2 separate regions of the Sus scrofa genome follow, and region 1 is linked to region 2. A link is a contact called in public Hi-C data. All regions are on one chromosome and are shown on one strand. Each heading gives the region's core, a stretch centred on a gene start, on an enhancer-like site or on the middle of the called end of the contact. The rest is flanking DNA. Distances are from core to core; before and after follow the strand shown. Region 1 has its middle 64 kb from the start of C5H12orf75. Region 2 has its middle 20 kb from the start of CKAP4.

Region 1 (5,094 bases), core at 1,918-4,417, 650 kb before region 2:
GCTCCCATGGCATATGGAGGTTCCCAGGCTAGGGGTCGAGTCAGCTGTAGCCGCCGGCCTATGCCAGAGCCATAGCAACACAGGATCCAAGCTGCGTCGTTGACCTACACCACAGCTCACGGCAACGCCGGATCCTTAACCCAATGAGCAAGGCCAGGGATCGAACCCACAACCTCATGGTTCCTAGTTGGATTCGTTAACCACTGAGCCACGACGGGAACTCTGGTACCCCAGTTTTAATGATGCTGTTAGAGCCCTTCAGTAACCTAGATCGTTTGCCCACCACTTCCTCCCCACCTCCTGGGGCCCTAACCTCTGGCCGAGGTCCTACCCTAATTAAATCTAAGGTTCTGAAGCACAAGCTCCTTGTGCCACCACCCACCCACCCACCAGCTGACTGTTGGGGAACCTCTGAAGCTGGGGTGACCCTTCAGACTTGTCTCAAGTTTGGGCAAAAGGGGCTAAGCCTTTTAATCCTGTGGAGACAAGTTACCCCTGCAGGGTCCCCTGAGAAGGGGGACCATCCTTGAGCGAGGCCGCTCTTCAGGAGAAAGGAGCAGTTTCTCAAAGGGCTGATGAGGAGGGAGCTCAGCCAGCAAAACTCCCAGCAGCCGAGCGAAGACGAAAAAAAGAAATGGCCACAATATTTTATTTATTTATTTATTTATGTCTTTTTAGGGCTGCACCTGCAGCATTAGGAGCTTCCCAGGCTAGGAGTCAAATTGGAGCTACAGCTGCCCTTAATCCCCTGAGCGAGGCCAGGGATTGAACCCATGTCCTCATGGATCCTAGTTGGATTCGTTAACTGCTGAGCCATGATGGGAACTCTAGCCTGAATGTTTTAATCGATCCAGTCATTAAGAAGTGGTGTCTGTTTCTCCTGCCCCTTGGCTTTGGCTTGGCCTCATGACAGGCTGGCCAATGAGACAAGCAGCACACCTGATACAAGCCGTTTTTTTTTTTTTTTTTTGTCTTTTTCTAGGGCCACACCCATGGCTTCTGGAATTTCCCAGGCTAGGGGTCTAATTGGAACTGTAGCTGCTGGCCTATGCCAGAGCCATAGCAACTCAGGATCCGAGCCTCGTCTGCGACCTACACCACAGCTCATAGTAACGTTGGATCCTTAACCCACTGAGGGAGGCCAGGGATCGAACCCGCAACCTCATGGATGCTAGTCGGATTTGTTAACCACTGTGCCACGATGGGAACTCCCGTGATGCAAGTCTCGAATAGGGCTTGTCCACTGGGCTGGCTTCTTCTCTTGCTGCTGAGAGCCCTTCCTCTGGCATGTGGAGAGGCCCAGGCTGACCTCCCGAGAGGACAGATGCTCCACTCAGCCCAGGTAAGTCCCAGACCCGTGACTGCAGCATCCGAGCCCATCCAGACCTGGCCAGAGGCCCAGATGAACCACCTCGCCGACCCACGGGATCAGGGTAAATAATAAGAACTCCTGATTTTCAGTCACTAAGTTTTAGGGGTCATTTGTTACACAGCAAACATTTGCTGTGGAGAAGGCCAGCATGAACCTGACACTTGGTCTGTGCAAATGGGGAAAATGTTTTGGGATTTGGAAAATGTACATGGTTTTCTCTCTCTCTCTCCCAGGTTTCTAGATTTCGAATAAAACTCTAGCCAAACCCATGTGTATTTCAGGGCCTTTACAAAGCACTCTTTTAGTTACCTTCCCCAGCTCAGAAAAGGGAATAAAAAGGCCTTTACCGTTCATGCTTGCTAAAGAAAAATAACATGCTTTTGGAGCTACCAGTCTGAATGAACAGAAAACACAATTATGACTGGAAAAAACCAAGGGCTATTATTTGATCATAAATGTTCTGAAGATAGCAGTCTGCTGATTCTTGGTTGAACTAAGTTTTTAGAGGAGGCTTTCAGAACCTGACACTGTGAATTAAGTGGAAATGTGCTAAAATGAAAAAGAAAGATCAAATCAAAAGAAAACTCTAATCAAGCACTTTCCAGTTGCTTACGGGAAAAATGTTTTCATAGTACGTATTTCTTGGCACTTGTGGATGTTTGTTGAATGAATAAATGAATACATGAATGGCAGGAGGATGTGCTACTGTGTTTGAGAAGTGTGCTCTCCTGCTGCCCTGGCTTTGAGATCTTGGAGGGATCAAGTTGGCATGAAAATAGAGGAGTTGGATTCAGTAATCTTCAGAATTTCTCTTCCCCGACCCCATAAATTTCCACTCAAATTCTAGGGCCACAACTTCCGTAGGCGTGTCTATCCCCTCTCTGGTCCTCGATTCTTTCTGAAAACAAAGGTTGGGTCTTCTAGAAAGCCTAGATTTTGGGATTCTCCGTGGGGTAGTGGAATGCACAGGATAAAAACTGATCTGGGCTTTCTGTCCTTACTCAGCCTCTCACCAGCTGTGTGCAAGATGGGGGCAAATTATTCAAACACCATAAAACAAATGATTCCAACACTCAGTGCCTCCGTTTCCAAAACTGTATAATGGGTCAATGACACTACTTGTAGGGTTGTTGGGAGAATGAGGGATAATATATGCACAGTGTCTGGAGTGTACGTGCTAAAGAGCTGGACATTATTTTTCAAGGGGTACGTTCTAGAATAGGCAGAATAAAATTTGTATATTCTAATGGAATTTGTGAAATCTGGGGTTTCGGATTTTATGCATGATTGTCACGTATGGGGGAAACCCCTCGGTGCCATTTGGGGTTAGAACTCTTAAGGTTTTCCTTCCGACTCGTCCCCCCTCCAACCCCCTTGGGGAAAGTCACAATTCTCAAGCTGCTCCTCCGAATGGCAGTTGCTTCTTATTCCATATGTTTCTCATTCCAAAATCTTGTTTTGAATATTTGCAGCTACCAAGCACAAACTCTGGTCGACTAGGTTTGGCCTTATAATTTTTTTTTTCTCTTTTGCACATTTCAGATGCCTGCCTTTGGGTTTTGCATTATTCTGTGGTTTCCCAGTCTTTCGCCCCACCCTTTAATTGCTCCACCAGCACTTAGTCTCAGCTGCTTGCCAAGGCTGTCTCCCCCCGCCCACCCCCCAATGCTTTTCCTAATATTCCCCCCACCACCCCGGTTCTCCCCAAGGGCCGGTCCTTAATCCAACAAGCTCTCCAATGCTTTGCAAAATTGAAAGTCCTCTGTTTATGCTGCCCCCTCCCCTCGACGTTCGAGGCAGTTATCTCACGCGGGCTCCCATTTCCTGCTCTTATTCTTGGCTCCCTGCCAGCCATCACACAGGCGCATGAAATCCTGCCTCTCCTCGCAGAAGGGAAAGGCTGTTTCCATTCATGGAATGCTCATTGCCCACAAGGATGCTACGCCCTCGCCACGGGCAGGGTGTCTCGGGCTTCCTGACGTGCTCAGGGCAAGGCTGGAGGGCTGTGGTCCCAAGAATTATTGACCATGATCTGGGCAAGTTGGGCTACGAGAACAGTGTGGGTTTTGTGGAGAGCAGGAGAGAGCGTGGACTGTCAGTTCTCACTGACCTGGATTTTGGTCCATGCGCCAGGACGGAGCCTCTGCGTGTTCCCCTGTGAAAGGGGAATCATAATTACACCCACCTCATAGCCTTCTCGTGAGGGTCATGAATACAAAGAGTTCTGCCCAGGCCCTGGAACATGGTGTTTGCTCCATAAGGATTTTATTTTCTCCCCTCTTGTTGGTGCTAAGCTCTTGAGGTCCGAGTCCCAGTGAGGAAGAGAGTGTCCCCTCAAAGGGGCTTATTGATGAGTGCAGCAAAGGGGATAGTATCGATTTAGGGAGGTGTGGGAGGGGGATGAGCAATGCCCTGGGGTCAGCAAGAGCCAGAAGCCGTTCCCCTTGCTGAAGGGCAAGTCAAGGGCATGAAAGCTGTGGCCAGGGTACAGGGTCAAGGCAGACTGGCACTTGGAAAGCTTGCTGGGGTCTTAGCAAACTTCCCTCATGTCCTCCCCCCTTCTCAGGATCCTAGATTTCTAATAAATCATGGGAAAATCCAAGTGGGCTTTTTTTGGCAATGCCTGTGGTTTATGGAAGTTCTCTGGCTAGGGATCGAACTGTGCTGCAACGGCGACCCTGGACGCTGCAGTGACAACAGATCCTTAACCCACCGTGCCATGAGAGAACCCCCTTCAAGTGTCTTGTTTGTTTGTTTTGTTTTGTTTTGTTTAGGGTTGCAGCTGAGGCATATGGAGGTTCCCAGGCTAGGGGTCTAATCAGAGCTACAGCTACCTGCCTACACAACAGCCACAGCAAGGCCAGATCCGAGCCATGTCTTCGACCTACACCACAGCTCACGGCAACACCGGATCCTTAACCCACTGAATGAAGCCAGGGATAGAACTCGAGTCCTTATGGATGTTCTTCGAGTTCATTACCACTGAGCCACAATGGGAACTCCCTCCTCCAAGTGCTTTTTTTTTTTTTTTTTTTTAAATTAAAGTGTTTGGATAGGAGCTGTGTCTCAGGTAGAGGAATGCAGCCTTTGCTAAAATTTTAGCCCCCGATTCAGCAAGCATTGCTGGGAAACCTGGACAGCTGCATGTAAATCAATGAAACTAGAACACACCCTCACAACATGCATGAAAATAAACTCAAAATGGCTGAAAGATTTAAATATAAGACAAGACACCATCAAACTCCTAGAAGAGAACATAGGCAAAACATTCTCTGACATCAACCTTGTGAATATTTTCTCAGGTCAGTCTTCCAAAGCAACAGAAATAAGAGCAAAAATAGGAGTACCTGTCGTGGCTCAGTGGTTAACAAATCCAACTAGGAACCATGAGGTTGCGGGTTCAATCCCTGGCTCAAGGATCTGTCGTTGGGTTAAGGATCTGGCGTTGCCGTGAGCTGTGGTGTAGGCTGCAGATGGGGCTTGGATCCCGAGTTGCTGAGGCTGTGGCGTAGGCTGGTGGCTACAGCTCCAATTAGACCCCTAGCCTGGCAACCTCCATATGCTGCGGGTGTGGCCCTAAAATGACCAAAAAAAAAAAAAAAAAAAAGAGCAAAAATAAACCAATGGGACCCAATCAAATTGACAAGCTTTTGCACAGCAAAGGAAATAAAAGAGAAAAAAAGACAATTTACAGAATGGGAGAAAATAGTTTCAAATGAGGC
Region 2 (5,107 bases), core at 2,182-4,681:
CCTCTGAAGACGGATGAAATTCAGTGGAATTCTCCTCCCCAGAACTGTGTCCTGTAAACAATAGCCATTGTGGACTCCCCAAGAGGAGACCTCTGTCTTCTCAACTCAGGGAGACTGCCAAGACCTGGGTTTTCTCTCCCTGACAACATCCTGGAAACTCTCTCCACGTAGTAAATTAGGCTTGTTTCAGGGCTCACTTGATTTGTTTCCCTTCTCTCAGGGATCACTGTCCTTTGTTTCCTGATGTCTAGTGTCTTGAAAATCACACTTTCAGGTATTTGGCTCAGTACTTAGTGGTTATAGATAGGTAAGTAAATCCAATATTATTACTCTACCTTAGCCGAGAAGCAGAAATTGAGATAATTGGGTTTTTGTTTACTTTCTCCTGTGATCTTTTTAGTTTCTGTAATATATAATGTATGTGTACATTCAACAAATCTTTATCCAATGCTTACTGTGGACCAGATCCTATAGTAGTGTTGGGAAAACAGTGCTCATCAAGACAGACATGGCTTGTACTCTAGGAAATACATCAGGCAAACCAAGAACTATATAATTACCATAATTCATCAGATCTAAGATGGCATTGCTTGCAAGTTGCACCATTATTTTATATACCGCTGAAAATGAAACACACTCACCAATGATACTTTTGAGACACATACAACTGTAAGATGCATCCTGATTTCAGAGATGTTAAAATATTTGGAAACATATATTAGAAAATCAGGGAAATAGAGTAATAATTAATTAGTTATGACAAGAGCTGAAACAGAGAAATCCAGAATGCTAGAAGAACATATATCAGAAGGACCTGACTTAGCCTGGAGAATCAAGGAAGAATTCCATGAAGATATAGCATGTGAGCTGAGGTCAAAAAGGTGACCAAGCCTTGGCCTTGTGAAATTGGGTAGAGGGAAGAGTATTCTAAGCAGAGCAACCAGATTATACCAAGTTGACAAGGTGTGAAGGAGTTTTGCATTGGCAGGAAACTGAAAGGTCCATGTACCTCTAGGGTGAATTTAGGGACTCCAGTGTGATTTTGGACTTTACCCACAGAGAAACACAAGGCACTGTAGGCTTTAAGAGAAGGAGTTATAAAATTAGATTTGTCTTGTTAAAACATCACTCTGGCTTCTGGGGGAAGGACGGGCTGAGAAAAGCAAGGACATCAGGCAGGAGGCAATTATAAGAAAGGAGGACCATAGTAATGGCAGTGGAGAGCAGGAAAAGTTCTCGAGAAATGTTTAGAAAGCTGTGTCAATGAGATCTGGTGACTGGGTGGTGACAGTGAGGGAGAGGGAGGTGTAAGACTCATATTGCTGACATAGAAAACCAGATAAATGGAGAAGCCATTTACTCCAATACAGTTCTCTGGAGGAGGAGAAGGTTTCAGAGGAGTAGATAATGAGCTCATTTGGGGCACAATGAATGTAACAAGCCTGTACCTTTGATGGGTTCTGGCTACAATCAGTACAAAACAACCTTGGGTTGGAAGGATATCTGGCAGCTCACTGGTGCGTCAGAAAGGCTAGAGACCCAGTCATCAAAAACAGACAAGAGGCAAGCAAAGTTCAAGTGAAAACAGCATGTTGTCAATGCTGCCAGGGGCTTCCCAAACCCTGAGCCCTTGCCATCTTAACCCTGGGTGCTCAATTTCTTCCGTATCACTGTAAATAACCTCTGATTACCTCTGCCCCCCAAAGGCTCAGAGCTCTAGACTCAGAGTTTGAAACTGGCTGAGCTCTAGACTCAGAGTTTGAAACTGGCTGAGAACTAGAAGAGAAAACACCTGTGCCTCTTCCCCCAAATACAAAGTGTTTTCCAGAGACAGTCTGCTATGGGGTCTTTAGTTGCCAAGAATGCATTTAACAAGAGCTTGTCCAGAACTCAGGAGAGAGGTCTGGGCTGGAGAAGAAATCTTGGTGTCCTCAGCCTATGGAGGTGGCATGCTGAGCCCAGGAGCAGATGGCATCACCCAGGAAGAGAAGATAGAACAAGGAGAGAGGACTGCCCATGACCAAGCCCGTCACACACTTGTGAGGAATAAGCGAGTTAAGGCATGAAAACAACAATATCACCAAACATTTAATCAGCACTTGTTGTATATTAGCACTTAGTAATTTCAGACAGGTGGGTATATTTAGTCCCTGTATCCACCTCAGCCAGACGTGGAAGTAGAGGTAATGATTTTTTTTTAAGTGTTTTCTTCTGGGATTTTTTCCTCTCTACATGTACTAGTCTCTGCAATGTAGACCTGAGTGTATATATTCAGCAAATCTTTATCAGGTGTCTACCCACCCTGGGCTAAGCACTTTCATCCTCACAAACACTGTGTAAGGCAGGTACTATTATAATCACCTCCATCTTACAGGTGAGGAAATGAGGCAATAAGAAGTTTAGGTAACTTGCCTGGAGTCACACACCCAGATGGTCAAGCTCCAGAGCCAGTGTTCCTAGCCACTAGGCCATCCTGCCCCCACTAGCTCTAAGAAGTCCAAGGGTAGTAACAGGAAGTGAGGCAAGAGGTCCACAGCCAACGGATGCAGGAACAGGCTGGGAAATTGGAAGCTCACTAGGAGGCTCCTGAACAAGGCTCACAGGTCCAAAGTTTATACCTTTGCAGCTGGCTTTTGGGTGAGTCTGGCAGAATTAGAGGCCTATGGAGATGCATAGACACCAAACCACTGAAAATGCCCATCCATCTTCTAATGACAAGCCTGACCCTTAGTGCTCTCTTAAGATACAACCTCACTGTCTCTGACTTCAGGACACCCTAACAAGTGACTTCAATGGAAAAAGACTCTGCCCCAAATCAGCAGGGGCCCCCAGAACTTTGATGGGGTTTCTAAAGCATAGCAAGGCACCCTGTTCAGTGGAGCTCCTGAGCCAGAAAGGGTTTTGCCTGCTGACTTCACTTTTTAATCTCTGCCAAGGGGTACCCCGTGGCCACCACAGGCTCTCCATCAAGCCATTTCTGGAAGGATTTCCACCAAGAAAAAAATAGGCTCTGCTATGACACAATGCAAGGATGGGTAAGCCACCAGTGCGTGGTATGTGTGGTAATTTTGAATACTTCCCCTGGATTAAGCAACTGCCCCCAGCAAGGGTAGGAGCAGGCTATAATGCCAAACTATTTGGGGTGGTTTGACATGCTGCCCAAATGCGAGCACATGACCCTAAAAGAGACACTTTAAGGCTTTTTACCCCCTGCAGGATTCAAACCTTAGAAAGGTTTGGGCCATCACAAAAGAAACCTCTCAGCTGCCTACACCACCACCCCATTCTCGCCATCCCCCACCGCTCCCCCACATCTGGTTTCTTACATAGACCTACTTGGAGTTCTTGGCTAGTTCATCCCGATCCTCTCCTGACAGGATCTCAGAACCTTAGAACTGGAGGGGGCTATCAGGAAAATGCGCCAAGCTTATTTTGCAGATCACCGCTAGCAGAGTGGACTAGAACCTGCGGCTCCGGAACTAATCTCCTCTCCGTCCTTTGCACTACACTGCCCTCTAGTGGCATTGAAAGGAAATTGGCTCTTGGGTCTGCATCCAGTTTTTAAGGCTCTGACACTTCCTCGGGGATTTGGGGCTCTAGGCTGTGTCTCTCTCTCTGAAAGTCTCACTCACTCTCTCTTGCACCCATTTTGACCTCAAGGGGCCTGATTCCTCCCTGGGAAGGACGAGAGGAAGGGAGACATCTGTGGAAGGAGGTAAGGTGGAGCTGGCCCTGGTTCTTGGCTAGCAGAGCCCCTGTTCTTGGCAGGAAAAACCATATTGCACGCAGAGAGAACCCAAAGATCTTCTCTGATATAAAAAGCTGTGAAGTCACAAGCTTTAAAAGGGATCTCCAAAGAGCCCCAAGTTTCTATTTCTCAGGGTGACCATTTCTATTATTTCATCTCCTACCCTAGAAGGATCAAAATCCCAAATGCCTTTGAAAGCCAGACAAGAATCCTAAGTGGATGGAGATGCAGGAGTGAGTGGGGGATGGGAACTGTGAGTATCTAGAGGACACACACAACCTGAAGAGCCTCAGACTCAAAATTCTAAACACATCTTTTTCTGGCCATCCGCAGGTGGGCTCATTTCACAAGACTCATATTTTCAATTTCCTGCCTTACTGTCAATTTTCCAGTAATATGTACTGAACACTTTCTGGTGTGGTGGGCACCGTTCTCCATACTGCAGGTGTAGTGACTGTGTTAAAGGTCACACAACTCTGTGAAGTAGGTGTTAACAGCACCATCTCTGTTAATAATGGGAAACTGAGGCCTTCGGCAGTTGTCCCTCTGTCAGACCGTTAGCCAGTGGTCTGGCCAGGATCTGAGCTCAGATAATCTGCCTCTAAAACCCAGTTTCTTTACCATCAGTATTATATACACAGCACAAGTATGTACAGCTGTAGCCTTGGACATTATGGGATGCCAGCTCTATCACTATGGCAAAGAGAATGTGATTTAGCGGACCAAGAAGAGATGTTAGAGACAGACGGATGTGAGTCTGAATCCTGGCCCCAACAACTACCTACAAATTAATAAAACCTTCTTAGCTGCAGTGAATGATCAGCAAAGCAGCGATCACTGTTCTTCCTCCCCAGGATAATCACCAGGATTAAGTGAGATAAGAAATGTGTTTTACCTACTGTGTGACATAAAACACAGATACACAATTATGGGCGACTGCTACTTATGTTAATGCCTAAGCATTCAGCACTGGACTGAGCTGCTTCAGGGGTCAGTGCTTGCCCTTCTGAACTAGCTGGACGTGGGAAGGACAAGGCCTTTAGGACTCTCTAAGCTTCTATTAACAAAAGATGCCTATTAACAAAACCCTTTATTATTATCTAAGTTTTCGGAGGGAGCTAATTAGGGGGAGAGTATACATATTACAAAAACGTTCATGTTACATAAAAATACACTCACAAGTCTTTTAAACAGTGGATTTTCTTTGTTTATTTTAATGGTATATTTAATGGCTTTACTGCTGCTTTCTGAAACACCTAAAAAATGAAATCACTCCTGTGATTCCCAACTAAGTCACTAGATGGTGCTAAATTCTCACTTCAAGTGGCATCTCTGGTTTCTGTAGCCGCCAGCCCCACA

What was found. A called contact is a pair of places that touch in the nucleus more often than the background predicts.
Region 1: a Hi-C map of embryonic fibroblasts shows a contact between it and region 2, with 3 times the contacts expected there. The contact joins two enhancer-like sites. A contact is called at or near these places in 3 of 47 Hi-C or Micro-C datasets (embryonic fibroblasts, fetal heart ventricle and fetal skeletal muscle).

The regions. Positions count from the first base shown.
Region 1 is chr5:14,689,669-14,694,762 of Sscrofa11.1, reverse strand. No RefSeq gene overlaps it. Among named protein-coding and RNA genes, the nearest start is that of C5H12orf75, 64 kb to the left of the region's middle. Within about 2 kb of position 3,167, at least 10 of the 83 cell types and tissues checked have an H3K27ac peak or open chromatin away from gene starts, as enhancers often do. A contact at or near this core is called in embryonic fibroblasts, where this site is marked.
Region 2 is chr5:14,039,060-14,044,166 of Sscrofa11.1, reverse strand. No RefSeq gene overlaps it. Among named protein-coding and RNA genes, the nearest start is that of CKAP4, 20 kb to the right of the region's middle. Within about 2 kb of position 3,431, at least 4 of the 83 cell types and tissues checked have an H3K27ac peak or open chromatin away from gene starts, as enhancers often do. A contact at or near this core is called in embryonic fibroblasts, where this site is marked.